Linked DNA regions of Sus scrofa: region 2 is linked to region 1. Evidence: chromatin contacts called from public HiChIP or PLAC-seq data. All regions are on one chromosome and are shown on one strand. The core of a region is the stretch at or near the end of the contact, and the rest is flanking DNA. Distances in the headings are between cores, read along the strand shown. Region 1 overlaps JAZF1 (JAZF zinc finger 1). Region 2 overlaps TAX1BP1 (tax1-binding protein 1).

Evidence for each region. HiChIP or PLAC-seq counts read pairs in DNA pulled down with a chosen protein or histone mark.
Region 2: an H3K27ac HiChIP or PLAC-seq map of skeletal muscle shows a contact between it and region 1, with 2.5 times the contacts expected there. The contact joins two enhancer-like sites. A contact is called at or near these places in 10 of 47 Hi-C or Micro-C datasets (alveolar macrophages, brain, embryonic fibroblasts and 6 more) and 1 of 2 datasets of contacts at active chromatin or transcription factors (skeletal muscle).

What each region holds. Positions count from the first base shown.
Region 1 is chr18:44,751,397-44,758,525 of Sscrofa11.1, forward strand. The region is part of intron 2 of JAZF1 (JAZF zinc finger 1); the gene reads left to right. Among named protein-coding and RNA genes, the nearest start is that of TAX1BP1, 160 kb to the right of the region's middle. Within about 2 kb of position 4,360, at least 6 of the 83 cell types and tissues checked have an H3K27ac peak or open chromatin away from gene starts, as enhancers often do. A contact at or near this core is called in skeletal muscle, where this site is marked.
Region 2 is chr18:44,842,791-44,849,919 of Sscrofa11.1, forward strand. TAX1BP1 (tax1-binding protein 1) reads right to left here. Exons shown (of 16, transcript XM_021079294.1): 14 at 6,754-6,825. Among named protein-coding and RNA genes, the nearest start is that of TAX1BP1, 64 kb to the right of the region's middle. Within about 2 kb of position 4,086, at least 5 of the 83 cell types and tissues checked have an H3K27ac peak or open chromatin away from gene starts, as enhancers often do. A contact at or near this core is called in skeletal muscle, where this site is marked.

The DNA of each region.
Region 1 (7,129 bases), core at 3,110-5,609:
GGGAACTCCAGCTATATTTTTTTAAAAAAAGGTTATTATAAAAGAATAAAATAGAAGGAAGCTGAGTCCTGGGTGCTACAGAATTTAACCACCTGGAACCACCCTTTAGGCAACATTTTTTTATAGGCGATAAATTCCATATTATAGTAAAGTTTCTTGCAGCAAAAAGCATCCCGGCTGTGGAACGAAAGGTCCACTGTCTTTCCCAGCAGTCTTCCCCTGCTTTGCTGCAGCTCTCAGGAGACCCCTTTGTGGGGATCACTTTGGAAGACCTGAATCACTACCCTGGCTGGATCTAGTCTAAGAGCCCCTTTGGCTGTTTAGTCAGTCCTGTTAGTGCATAAATTCTCCAGCTTATACAATTCATATAGCAAAGTTGTCCTCTTTTGTTCTAAGCAGTCATTTCAGCCTTAAGAGCTCCAGTTTCCAAAAACAATGCATATCTAACAAGCTCAGAGTTGCTGTCCTGGGCCCCACTGTCTCAATTCCGGAGCATCAGATGGGTTGGCCTTTGCTCACACCGCCGCATAGCCAAGCCCCCCTTAAACCAGCTTAAGAATATGTCAGTCAAGTCAACTGTAAAACCTAGAAGAGTGACACGGGCACCAGCTCATCAGTTGGTCCCTTTGCAGGTAGATCTGTACATGTTCCAAGGGGCAGAGAAACCCTGAAGGACTATTAAATGCCATTCAGAACCCATCAGAGGATCTTGGTGTATTTAAAAGAAGGCATGTAACAAAGAGGCCCTCTGTGTCCTCCTTAACCGTACAAGAAACCCTTCCCCAAGTGACCCCACCTCTTCCCATGCAAATAATTAAAGTGACGTTCTCACGGTCAGTACAGCCTACAAGTACAGCCTGATGTCGTGGTTCCTTACCTTAGGTCCGCCCCTGCACCTGTCACAGACACATGCAGCTCCCTTGTGGAGGAATCCCATTTGCTTTGGCCCCTGCCAACCCAAATCCTTCTAGTACATTTTAAAACCTCATCCCTTCCCTTCCCTCGCTGAGAGTCAGTCATCGATTGTTATCTTCTCTGTTTGCTTAGATGTTGATTTTCCTACCTAGTCGAGATTCTCCAAATCAGAGGAAAGCTTAGCTGCACTATTCTCAGGAATTATTATTTATATCTAATAAATATTTGTTGAATAGGAGTTCCCATTGTGGCTCAGTGGTAACAAACCCAATGAGTAAGGACTCAGGTTCAATCCCTGGCCTTGCTCAGTAAGTTAAGGATCCATTGTTGCCATGAGCTGCGGTGTAGGTTGCAGATGCGGCTTGGATCTAGAGTTTCTGTGGCTGTGGCGTAGTCTGGCAACTGTAGCTCCGATTCAACCCCCAACCTGGGAACCTCCATATGCTACCAGTGTGGCCCTGACAAGACCAAAAAAAGTTGTCGAGTGTTATTGAAGTTTTGTATGTTTAGGAAAAGGGTAGGAAATTGAGTTGCTAACGAATATCAGACAGGTGATATGAATGAGCGGAGCTGGCTAGGTTCTAGAAAAACAGTGAATTTGAGAGCCCTTGACTTTTATATGGGAGGCAGATTGCTTCTTTACTTTCACCTCATTGCTATGTAAGAAATCAGGCCCAAAGATGCCAGAGCTGCTGATTTTCCGAAAGAATCTGGAAATCTGGATTGCCATGTCAGATCTCATTTTCTCATGGCAGCATCCTTTAGGCCATCAATTTGTGATCTCTGGCCCAGATGCTCATATATGTAACCACTTAAAAATTTTAATTGAATTTCAGCTCTCCTGAATAGAGGTGTTATACATGAACCATAAGATTAAGTCGTGAGTATTGTTCCTATGAAGGTAACAGGCAAGAAGTCTTTTGTTGAATCTCATATAAAAAATGTCATTGTTGATTTGGAGTTATGCAAACCTAGGATATTACTTAACATCTCAGTGTGAAACGAAGCCCTTCTCTGAAATATGCAGATAAATAAGAAAATGTTTGACAAGAACTTGAAATGTCTTCAAAATATACTCAAAGCTTTGGCTAGTATTCCAATTCTTCTGAGAGTTAATAATTCCCAGAAATTTTTTCAGGCTTAATAAAGTATGTATTCTGAGCCCTGCCATTGTGTGAAGGGCTTAGAATGGGGCCGGGGTTGTCTTATAAGTGAAAAGAACTACAGCAGATAAGCAAACATAATGCTGGGTGAGTGAATATAAGCTCGTGGTGAAAGGTACAGTCAGTCCTCAGCATTTGCGCGTTCTGTATTTGCGAATTCGCCTACTCAGTAGAATTTCTCGGTAAACCCATAATCAGTACTTGCAACACAGTGGCTCAGGATTCACTGACTCAGGGTTTGCCCCAATTTTATATTCACTGCCGTGAATAACTGAAGAATCAACTGTAATCCTGTTTACAGCCATTTTAAAAAACACATTCCACTAGTGCCCCTTACATTTAATAAGTTTTTTCCTCTTTTTCCTGAACCATTGCTAGTTTTGTCTTTGAATCTTAGACTACAGACCACCTTTTGGATGTAGCTAATGTCTTCTTGGTATTTTATTAGGAACTCTAAGAGTTCATAAGAGTGACCAAACCAATACTGATGCACCAGAGAATTCCACTTCACCAGGGTGCAGAGTGATGTAGAAAGCTGTCCTCGGGCCCTCTATCCGCCTCTCTCACACACATGTATGCGTGCATATGCACACACACACAATTAAAACTCTTTGCAGGAACATGTGATGATTGAAGTCAGATAGTTAGAAGTCAGATAAATGTGAGCTGAAATTCAGTTGAATTCATCTATTTTTTTTTCCCCCCCTCTGGGATTTCTTGGGCTGCTCCCATAGCATATGGAGGTTCCCAGGCTAGGGGTCGAATCGGAGCTGGAGCCACCGGCCTACGCCAGAGCCACAGCAACGCGGGATCCGAGCCCAGTCTGCAACCTACACCACAGCTCACGGCAACGCCGGATCCTTAACCCACTGAGCAAGGGCAGGGACTGAACCGGCAACCTCCTGGTTCCTAGTCGGATTTGTTAACCACTGCGCCACGACGGGAACTCCTGAATTCGTCTATTTCATAATCAGATCTTCTCTTGCAAGAACCCTGGTATTTACTAGATAATAGTTCACTGTTATCTTGAATAAGTCAGTAAATCAAACCCATCCTGTTTCAAATTTAATAGCTGCCTTATTAACCAAAATTGAGTATTAATAATAAAATCAACATATTTACTGCCCTTTTCCGTGGGATGAGTTTCATTATTCATTACTCAATTACTTTTGCAGTAAAAAGAAATGAGTTATGATTTGTTTTGGATGAGCATGTTATTAAATTAATGACTTGTTTCAAATGTTTTAACCTAAATGTTATAGTCGAAAAGCACTGGTAAAACTTTGCACTTTACCTTATCCAGGATAATAAACCTGTACGAATCAAAACATTAAAACTCATTCCATTTTAAATTACTCTAGAATGAGAGCCTATTGTTATACGATACCTGGAATATGAAATTTTTTAAAAGTTGTAGTGATCAAATTATGCACCTCAATTAATTAGGCAATAACCAATGAAAGATCTATTGTTACCAGTGGGTGAAAACTAGTTTCTATTTAATGACCCAAGCTGAAGTCAGGCTGAGCTAAGCTGAAAGAAGGCACTCGTTAACCGCAGGAAGGATGAATTTTGAGAATTATAATTAGCATATTAAATGGAATTTAGTGTTTTATTACAGCCCCCCTTTGAAACATAGCGTTATAAAGAATTCCTACCCTCAGCAAGGCAGGAAGTTTGATATCCTTCCCTGTTTATTTTATAATTACTCAATAAAATCCAGACGAAATTAGTTGTTACCAGTAATTAATGACCAGTTTAATAAAAAAGAAGGGAGTCTAGCAGATGGTGATTATTTTTTTAATAGGGCCTGCTTGAAGGGACCATCCTGATAGTAAACTCTTAACAGCAATTTGTAGCTACAAATGGCTGGTGGTCGCACCATCTTATTGGTTACCGAGGCTAGTCTAATCCTTGCTTTGAAGAGCTAGGGCTCATTTCTTCCCCAGCTAAAATTCTTTACTCAAGGCAAAGGGCACTCTGGTTACTGCCACAAATAAAATAGGTTCCATTAGCACACGAGAGGGGCAGATTCTAAAAGAAAGACGAGCCCCATGCACGTCTGGGGAAATTCAGAGGCCCCTTTGCTGTGGGAACCTGGAGCACGAGATGGAGTTAAGGTTGAACAGACATTAAAGATGCGCAAAGGGCTCTGTGTGAAAAATGAAAGTTAATGTCACCCAGTCCTTTTGGAGAAGTGGCACATCCATACAGGAGACACAGTAAGAACGGCGAGGTCAGCGTTGGCACATGCCTCTCTTAGCCCTGGCCGGCGAGCAGGATTTTCCATTTTTAGGAAGAGACGTGAGGGCTGCTTTCCTGGCAGTGGTGCTTAAACACTCGAGAGTCAGAAATGCAGTCTGAAACCAGAAGGTATATGGATTCATTCGGACATAGAGAACAGAAGCTGAGGCTGACTGCACGCACGGATCTTAATATCCAAGACCCTAGTCTGACCTTACACGGCTCTGCTTGCAGCCTCTTCCTGCCCCGACAACTCCCCCATTCTGCTGTAGAATCTGCTGTCCCCCAGGCTTCCCGCACCAGGGGACTTGGCGAGCCAGGAGGCCTGGCTTCCTCCTCTCCACATCTCCCTTGGCCCTTGTCCCTCATACGTCCTTGTGAAAGAGAACTGCAGCTCCCAGTCCTGTGCACAGGAGCTGCTGAAAAGGGAGCCGTTCCCTGCATTCAATCACAGTTTTGCCCTCTCCAAGGATCTTCAGGAACATTCGGCCCACAGAGCAGCACTGTCCTAGGCGTTCTCAGCCCCCTCTGTTTCAGCCCCATCCCTGCCTCTCTGCTATATCCCCCGTCTGATTTTTGCCCTGCTTCTTCAGCCTGTTTCTTATCCGTCATTCCATTTGATTGTATTTTATGGATCCTGGAGAGTTCCCTTTCATTCTTCCAGAGTTGGCAGAAGTAAATAAATAAGTAAATCATACCCCCATTTTACAGATGAGAGCGTTTAAGCATTTGACCACAGGCATGCGATCAGCAGGTGGGAGAGCCAGGCAGTTTTCATCTTTGTCTTCGTGCACCACGTCCCTGCTGAGTCAGAACCTCACCAGGAATAAATGGGAGAAGTCAGGCTTCAGGTAGAGGAAAAGGAGGTCGGAATGAAAGCGGCCAAAGAATCTCTTTGCTCGCACGTAAGAGGAAGAGGGCACCTGGAAAGGCTCCCACAGGCAGGCTGGATTTTTTTTTCTGGAGATTTCTCTCAGGCAGAAGGTGGAGGGGAAAGGAGGACTGGAAGTGAGCTCTGATTCAGCCTCAAGAGAACAAGTGCCTTCCACCCCGGCACCCTCGGAGGTCACCCAGGCCTGGTCCACCCAGCGCTGTTCATGACGGGGTCTCTGTATCCACGTCCCTGCCCCACCTGCAGGCAGAGAGCAAGAGAAGCCAGGCCTTGGAAATACCGCTCTCTCCTCACCTGTCCTGCTTGTCCAGGGGTGACCTTATTCTGGTTTTTGGTTTTTTGTTAACAGTGGGTTGCATTGTAGTGGTGGAAATTTTAGAATTGAAAAGATCAGAAAAAGTCAATTTGGTTACCAAAAAAAATAAATAAATAAATCATGTACGCTCTTCTGTAATGATCTCCCTTTTGTCCCGTTAGGCCTGATGAGGCACATTCTCAGGGACCCTCAGCAGAGGAATCGACTCTTTTAAAGGCACCGGGGTTCCATTCCATGAATTACCCACTAAACGGCTCCTCCTCACAGACTCGTCCCCTTCTCCCAGGGATCGGTGCTCGCACAGAGAAAGTGTGGTTAATGGCATAGGCAGGCCAAAGCCGGGCCTTTGGCAGTTCAGCACCGTGTTTGCAAACCCTAACTGCTACACTCGGGAGCTTCACGTTGGCATCCTCTGGTCTTTTCCCAGTTTTAATAGGCAACGCTGGCCCTCTGTGTGCATGCTGCCTGCCTGTGAGTCCCCAGAATTCCTCTCTCCCCAGTTCATGCATTTTAGGGCCACTCGTGTGGTGAATAGTCACTAAAGCCTCATTGTAAATAATGGAAGTGTTTTAATGGGTTTTCTAGGGTTTTTGTTTTAATTGTAGCCTTAATCTTAGCCGGCCCGTGATGGCCTCACTCGTACCTTTCTTGTCTCTGCATAAGCCTCTTCCATCCACAGGTGTGGGTGGGACATTTTCTTTCGAAGTCAGTGGGAGTTCCAGACACTGTGTCATTCCACAGGATAAAGAGTATGAGGCAGGAGTTCCCGTCATGGCGCAGTGGTTAACGAATCCGACTAGGAACCATGAGGTTGCAGGTTCGATCCCTGGCCTTGCTCAGTGGGTTAATGATTCGGCGTTGCCGTGAGCTGTGGTGTAAGTTGCAGGCTCGGCTTGGATCCCGCGTTGCTGTGGCTCTGGCTTAGGCTGGTGGCTACAGCTCCGATTAGACCCCTAGCCTGGGAACCTCCATATGCCGTGGGAGCGGCCCAAGAAATGGCAAAAAGACAAAAAAAAAAAAGAGTATGGGGCAAACTGGCCCAAGATCTTTCTCATCCTCTCCAAGGCCAAAGAGGGTTTGGTCTCAGATCTTACCCAAGTGAAACTCCTTACCCTAAAGGCATCCTGAGCAGACCTTTTATTCTCAACAAGGAAAAGGAGTGGACTTTTTCTCTGGGTAGCTTGGATTACACAGTAAGAAATACAGGATTGGATAACTTCTTGAAGACTGACTTGCCCAGGCGACTGAAAGGGAGGTTTAAGTGAAAATCATCGTAAAATACCCTGCGTCAGAGCTTTTCCTCTAACAAGTTGTTGGGATCTCATTATGAAGGGGTTTTGTGGACGGTTTGGAATTGAGTTTGAACCACTTCCTGCACACTGCATCAAAGCCATGGGAGGCTGTGTCTTGAGCTAACGTTTTTCTGCACAGAGTGTGCCGGGCTCTGAGCTAGAGGGAGTAACCATCGTACCTTTCAAAGGAAAGACGTCTTTGCATAAAACAGTCATGTGAATAAATAAATGTACTCTTTAGCAAAAGGCAGATCTTACAATTAAAGATTACATTTAAGATGCTTATCTAAAAATGTAAAAGGATGGA
Region 2 (7,129 bases), core at 2,836-5,335, 91 kb after region 1:
CTCCCCTACCATCAAAGGTGCAATAAGTCCTCTACAAACAGGATAAGGGTAAGAAAAGGAAGAATAGCAGCTTTGATTCCTCACGGGGCAAACTGGAGGCAGAGAAAACAGAATACAGGGACGTGGACAATACAGTTGTGGTTGTTTCACAAATCAAAAAACTGAACCCTTGACTTGAAGGTTCTTAAATCTGCATTTGTCATGCACCCCTTCTCCCAAAGGGTCCATCCATGTTTAGAACTCGGAAAATCCAGGAGTTCCGGCTCAGCAGAAAGCAATCTAGCTAGCATCATGAAGACGCTGGTTCGATCCCTGGCCTCACTCAGTGGGTTAAGGATCTCGCATTGGGGTGAGCTGTGGTTTAGGTCACACATGCAGCTCTGATTCAACCCCCAGCCTGGGAACCCCCACGTGCCATGAGTGTGGTCCTAAAAAGACCAAAACAAAAAAAAAAGATTTCAGAAGATCCATGAACTTGGATGGGAAAAAATTTTTACATCCTTTCACTAACTTCTAACTGAAATTTAGCATTTTGTTCAATTATAGATGTAGGCCGAAAACAGCAACAGCTGCAGTACCTTTAACTTTGTCACTCACAAAAATCACAGATATACGCCTTTCATATTAGTCGTTGCAGCCATCTCAAAGCAGCCTTTATATTCCTCACTACTTTGAAATTAGGGTAATTATCAGACATGTCAAATCTTATTTAACATTTTAATAAATACATACCACTGCTACATACGTCACAAATTTGTTTAAAATTTTTAATAACTACTTTTTTTTTTTTTTAATGGCCACACCCATGGCATACGGAAGTTCTCAGGCCAGGGACTCAATCTGAGCCACAACTGTGGTTGATCTACCCTGCAGCTGCAGCAATGCTGGATCCTTTAAGCCACTGCACCGGGCCGAGGATAGAACCTGTACTTCCGAATTGACATGGCCTGCTACAACTGGACTCTTAACCCACTGTGCCATGGTGGGAACTCCAATAACTATTTCTTATAATTGGTTTCCTTTGCAATTATACAATTATATGTATATTTTGCCTTAGACATTTTTCTTTTTTTTTTTTTTTTTTTTTTTTTGCTGTGCTCATAGCATATGGGTATTTCTGGGGCCAGGGATAGAACGCACACTACAGCAGTGACAATGCTGGATCCTTAACCTGCTGTGCTACCTGGGAACTCTTGTTTTACTCATTTAAAAATACTTTCTGAAAATAGACTTCAATAGACTATGAAAAGGCCCTTGAAACAAAAATGGCAAGACTCCCTATGGGACCTACCCTACCTTCAGAGACAGGCACGTGTGACAGGAGTGTAGCTATGTTCCCTAAGCGAAACAACACTAACTGCCGATTTACAAACTGCCTACAATAAAGTGTCCACGGTTTAGGAAATAGACTGTGTTAGGTGTCCTCTTTTACAGTTCCAGGGAACAGAGGTTTGGTGCGTTGGTTCACCTTTGCTCAAGTGCGTAAATCTTTTCCTTCAGGTTCCCCCAAACGGCTGACAACAGCCTTGGTTTTACATATTACCAACAAGGTCCTCCAAGACTGTTCAAGGGGAGGAATAAGATACTTTTATGTGCCAAATACAGATGCCCTGAGATTAAGGCATTAAATGTTTTCAATTATGTAAAACTCTGTGAACAAGTTGTTCAAGTATTACATAATTCTCATCTTTATTCTTTTATTGCTTCCAGCCTCTAAGTCATACCAAAAAGATAAACAAATGGTAGTCTACATGACTTTCTATAAGATCGGCTCTTTTTTTTTTTCTTTTCCTTTTCCAGTGGAACCTCAGGCATATGTAAGTTCCCAGGCCAGGGATTGAAACAGAGCAGCTGCTTCTACCTATGCCACTGCTGCAACAAAACCAGATACTTAACCCACTGCAGAGGTCTAGGGATAAAACTTGCGCTGCCAGAGACCAGTGCCAGATCTTTAACCCACTGTGCCACAGCAGGAACTCTTTAAAACATTTTTTAATTTTAAATCTTTCTCTGGTAATAGTTAATACAGAATTTCCCACCATCATTTTTTATCTATTTGCCATTGTGTTTTTGCTTTATTATTTTCACTTTTCCCTTTACAAATATCTAATAAAGGGTTTATACAGAATATATGAAATAGTATGAATATATGAAAATGATAAATCATTCTAAATACAGTGGTTTTGGAATGACATGAAAAAGTAAGATATCTTAAACTATATTAAGTTTCTAAATAAATTTAAGAGAGTATTTAATCCTAAGAGATATACTAAATTACTTCATACTATTAAAATTATTTTTATATATAGTTATGAGGGAGCTAGTTTGCTTTTTAATAAAAAAACTATACTGAGTTTTTATTCACAAATATGTTTAGTAAACATTTATTGAGTAGCTACTATGTGGCAGGCACTACTCTCCTGGCACTAGGGATTTAGGAGTAACCAAAATACACAGAAATCCCTGCCCACATGAAGCTTATATTTAGAATGGAGAAAGATGGACAAGAAACAAAATAAGTAACACACATTCTGTCAGATGGTGATACTTCCATTTTTTCATTTATTCTACTAATGCTTAATGATCACTTGGTTCATTCCGAGCACTGTGTAGATCCAGGTTTCAGGGCTGACCAAACAGAACTCAATCCTAACCCTAACCCTGCAGAGGATCAGGGTAGGACTGAGGGTTCTGAGAAACTCTTGGGAAGAAGACAAACATTAACCAAGCTGTTGAAACAGCAAACAAATTCTTTTAAATACAGTCTTTAGAAGTAATGTAAAACTTGGAGTTCCCGTCGTGGCTCAGCAAAAACGAACCTGACTAGCAACCATGAGGACACAGGTTCGATCCTTGGCCTCACTCAGTGGGTTAAGGAACCGGCATTGCTGTGAGCTGTGGTAGAGGTCACAGACGTGGCTCGGATCTAGCGTTGCTGTGGCTCTGGCGTAGGCCAAAGGCCACAGCTCCAATTTGACCCCTAGCCTGGGAACTTCCATATGCCTCAGGTGCAGCCCTAAAAAGACCAAAAAAAAAGAGGAAGAAGTAGTAATGTAAAACTATAGTGTCACTAGCTGGAAAATCAAGAGTAACTCAAGAAGATAGGAAGGAGACAGCAAACTGGTCTACCACTGCTTTCCTGACAGGGCAGGGTATTAACTGACAATAAAACTGCTGATCCCAATGTTTCTTTTATCAAACGCTTATATAAGCAAATGCTATGAATTATGTTTGCCACATTAATATGCTCAGTCATTCAACAAATATTTAACTTCAAGTATCTGGCACTGTACTAGGAGCTATAAATACAGTGGTAAGATAGACAGACACCGCCCCTGTCTTCATGGACCTTACAATTAAGCAAAGGGAGTTAGATAAATAAGCACAGAGATAAATATTAAAATCACAAATTTTAATAAGTGCTATGAAATAAAAGTACAGTTCCCAGGTGTAAGTTTAATAAAGGCATCTAATTTAGACTGCGAGGTCAAAGAAGGCCTCTCTAAAGAAGAGTTATTTAATATGAGTGGTAGGAATAATTAGACATTTAGTGTAAAATAATAGAAATTATGGGATAGACTAGGAAAAAAACTACCACTGGAGGAAGAAAGAAGGCAATTAGGGTTAACAAGATAAAATGAGACAGCCATGAAGCAACACCTGTAGATTGCTCATAAGGAGCACAAACAAGCTCACTGTATTATTCTATTCTTATATATGTTTAAATTCTTCTTTTAAAAAAAGTTAACCAAGAATTGTAGGCAAGAACATTTCAGGCCAAGAACATGAAGAAAGGCCCTGAAACAAGAAAGCAATTCATGAGTTGTAAGGCCTTGGGGACTAGAACAGTAAGTATGGTCCCCGGACCAGCAGCAATAGCAATTTGTTGAAAGTATAAATTTTAAGCGCCATCACAGACCTACAAATCAGAAACCCTGGGAACAGAACCCAGAAACCTGTGTTTTAACAAATAATGCAGGTGATTCTAATAAAAGCTCAAAATTGAGAACCACTACTGAGAGAGGTTCTACAACAGAGAAGAGTTAAACAGGAAACTGTGGTTTAAAATGGGACCAGAAAGAGAAATTGGAGGCCACCTATATAAAATGATCTAAGCTATGCTGAGAATTTTGGCATTTATCTAAGTGCTCTAGTGCACGGAAGGCCCACTAAAGGGCTTTAAACAAGGAAGGGATCAGCTGTACATTTTTAAAGGTTACCTTGCCTGTAGTTTGAATAACCTTTCACTTCAGTCAAAGGTAGAGGAGGGGAGTGACCTCCTGGGGAGACAAGTGTGGCCCTCATTTAACAACCACCAAGGAACTGAGTTCTGACAACAAGTGAGCTCGGAAGTGAATCTACACCCGTGAGCTCACTGAGTGCCATCTGACACCCTGGCTGCAGTTCTGTGAGATGTCTAAATTAAAGAGGACCAGGCTAAGCCACACCTGGATTCCTGACTCACAAAAACTGTAAGATTCAGGGAACGATATCCACTCTGTGACAGAACATGATGAACGATAATATGAGAAAAAAGTGTGTGTGTGTGTGTGTATGTATGTATGTATATGTGTGTTTGTGTGTGTATATATATAATATGACTGGGTCAATTTGCTGTACAGAAAAAAATTGACCAACATTGTAAATCAATTACATTTAAAACAAAACAAAACAAAACAGTGAGATAAGAAATTTTGGGTTTTTTCCCTCTTTTTTTGTCTTTTTACAGCCGCACCTGCAGCATATGGAAGTTCCCAACCCAGGGGTCGAATCCTACTCTCAGCTGAGGCCTAGGCCACAGCCAGGGCAACACTGGATGCGAGCCGCACCTATGACCTACCCCACAGATTGTGGCAATGCTGGATCCTTAACCCATTGAGCGAGGCCAGGAATCAAACCTGCATCCTCACAGAGGTAATTTCAGGTCCTTAACCTGCTGAGCCACAACAGGAACTCTCAAGTGTTGTTGTAAGCCGCTACATTTTCAGGTAATTTGCTATGCAGCGTAACTGTCATTACATTGTTTTCTCTGTGTGATTTCGTCCATTTATAACACAGTGTACAAATGATTAGAATCACAACTATCTTTCACTGTCATACATGAAACTTCAAAATAACTAAAATTATGATTTTATGTGTAAATTATATACATAAATGTTATATATGAAGTGTGTACTTTATAAATGTAAAATATATATTAAGTATCTTGACTGCTTCTCTCTAGCATCAGTTATTAACTCTAAGCACAAAACACACTTAGAGCCAAGGTTTCTTACCAAGAATTGTGAAAGTAAATCCTATTTCAAAAAGTTGTCTTAGTAGTTCCTGCTGTGGCACAATGGGATTAGCAGTGTCTTGGGAGCGCTGGATCGCAGGTTCCCCCAGGTTCGATCCCCGGCCCAGCAGAGTGGGTTAAGGATCTGACACTGCCACAGCTGCGGCTTGGATCTTGACTGAGGCTCAGAGATGATCCTTGGCCCAGGAACTCCATATGCTGCAGGGCAGCCAACAAAGGAAAAAAAAAAAGTTGTCTTAAACATTTGGAATATATTTTATCGATTTCTTGCCAGATCTGATTGAGTCACCACTGTTTTAACTTTGAAATACATCTGACCAAAACTCATACCAGAAATTTAAAACAATTTCTTACTCTTCAATTGTGCTCCTATTGTTTTAATTAGCTTTAACCCACTGTTTATTTGCAGGGATTTTTTGTAACCCAGTTGTCATTTTATTACCCCTCACTGAAGGGGGCAGGGGAGGTGAGGAGGATGAGAGAGTGAGGGAGAGAGAATTAATGCAAACAACATTTGAATACAACATACTGACAATAGGGGTGGAAGGGAGAATTGCAATTAAATAGATTTCCTTCTCATGTGATATGGCTCTAGCAATCCTGAAACTGCCAACAGCAAAAATGTGGCACCGTCGAGGAAAAAAGCCAATGTTGCAGTACTGTGAAAACAGGTTTACCTTCGTAGACCTCTAAAAGGGGATGGGGACCCCCGCCCAACCCTCCCGCCAAAGGACCACAAACCACACTGCGAGAAATGCTGCACTAGAGCATGTTTTATATTATATGTGTATGCTCTGTTTGAATGTTACATTATGATACAAGTCATTAACTTCTAAAAGGTTTCCCATTACAAAAGAAAACAGGATAAATACATTAGGTATCATTTAAATTTGTTTACTGTTCTCCTAAATTTGCACATTAAGGTTTAATATAAACTACGTAATGAAAATCAAACCAAGTTTCAACACTTGAACATTTTTCTCCTACCAAAATAAGGTATTTTAAAATATAAATAAAAAGGTTTTCTACCTAAGGGTTTTAACATGTCTTTTCTTTATCCATTTAACTTTAAAAAAATCACTCTCACATGAACTGTAAAATGTGTGTCCTTTCATAAAGCATCAAGTGTCCTATGAAATATTTTTTTAAAAATACATTGTTCAGGAGTTCCCGTCGTGGCTCAGTGGTTAATGAATCCTATTAGGAACCATGAGGTTTCGGATTCGATCCCTGGCCTCACTCAGTGGGTTAAGGATCCGGTGTTGCCATCAGCTGTGGTGTAGGTCGAAGATGCAGCTCAGATCTATCGTTGCTGTGGCTCTGACGTAGGCTGGTGGCTACAGCTCCAATTCAACCCCTAGCCTAGGAACCTCCTTATGCCATGGGTGCGGCCCTAGAAAAGACAAAAAAATAAAATAAAATAAAATAAAAATAAATAAAAATACATTGTTCAATACCTTCCCTCTGGAGAGGTTTTCCAAATGTGAAGTCAGACCACTTATCTCTTTGTCTTTCTCTGCCAACTGAAGCTGAAGAAAGAAAGAAAACCATCGTTAATTTTTTTCATTACTTCACTCTCTTCTTACCCTTCTAGTTTATAGCATTCTATCAAAATAATTCCCATTACTGTACCCGTGTATTTTCCTTGGTTCTTATTCTTCAGCATCTCGGAATTACCTGTCTTCCCCCACCCCAACAAATACTCCAATGGAAGCAGTCCTAAGGTATGTAGACATAATTTATGTACAACTTCATCACGCCTTGCCTCATGCATGTCTGATTCTGTCTAAATGGCACAAAATAAGGGAAAGAGCCCTAAACAAAAAGCCAAGC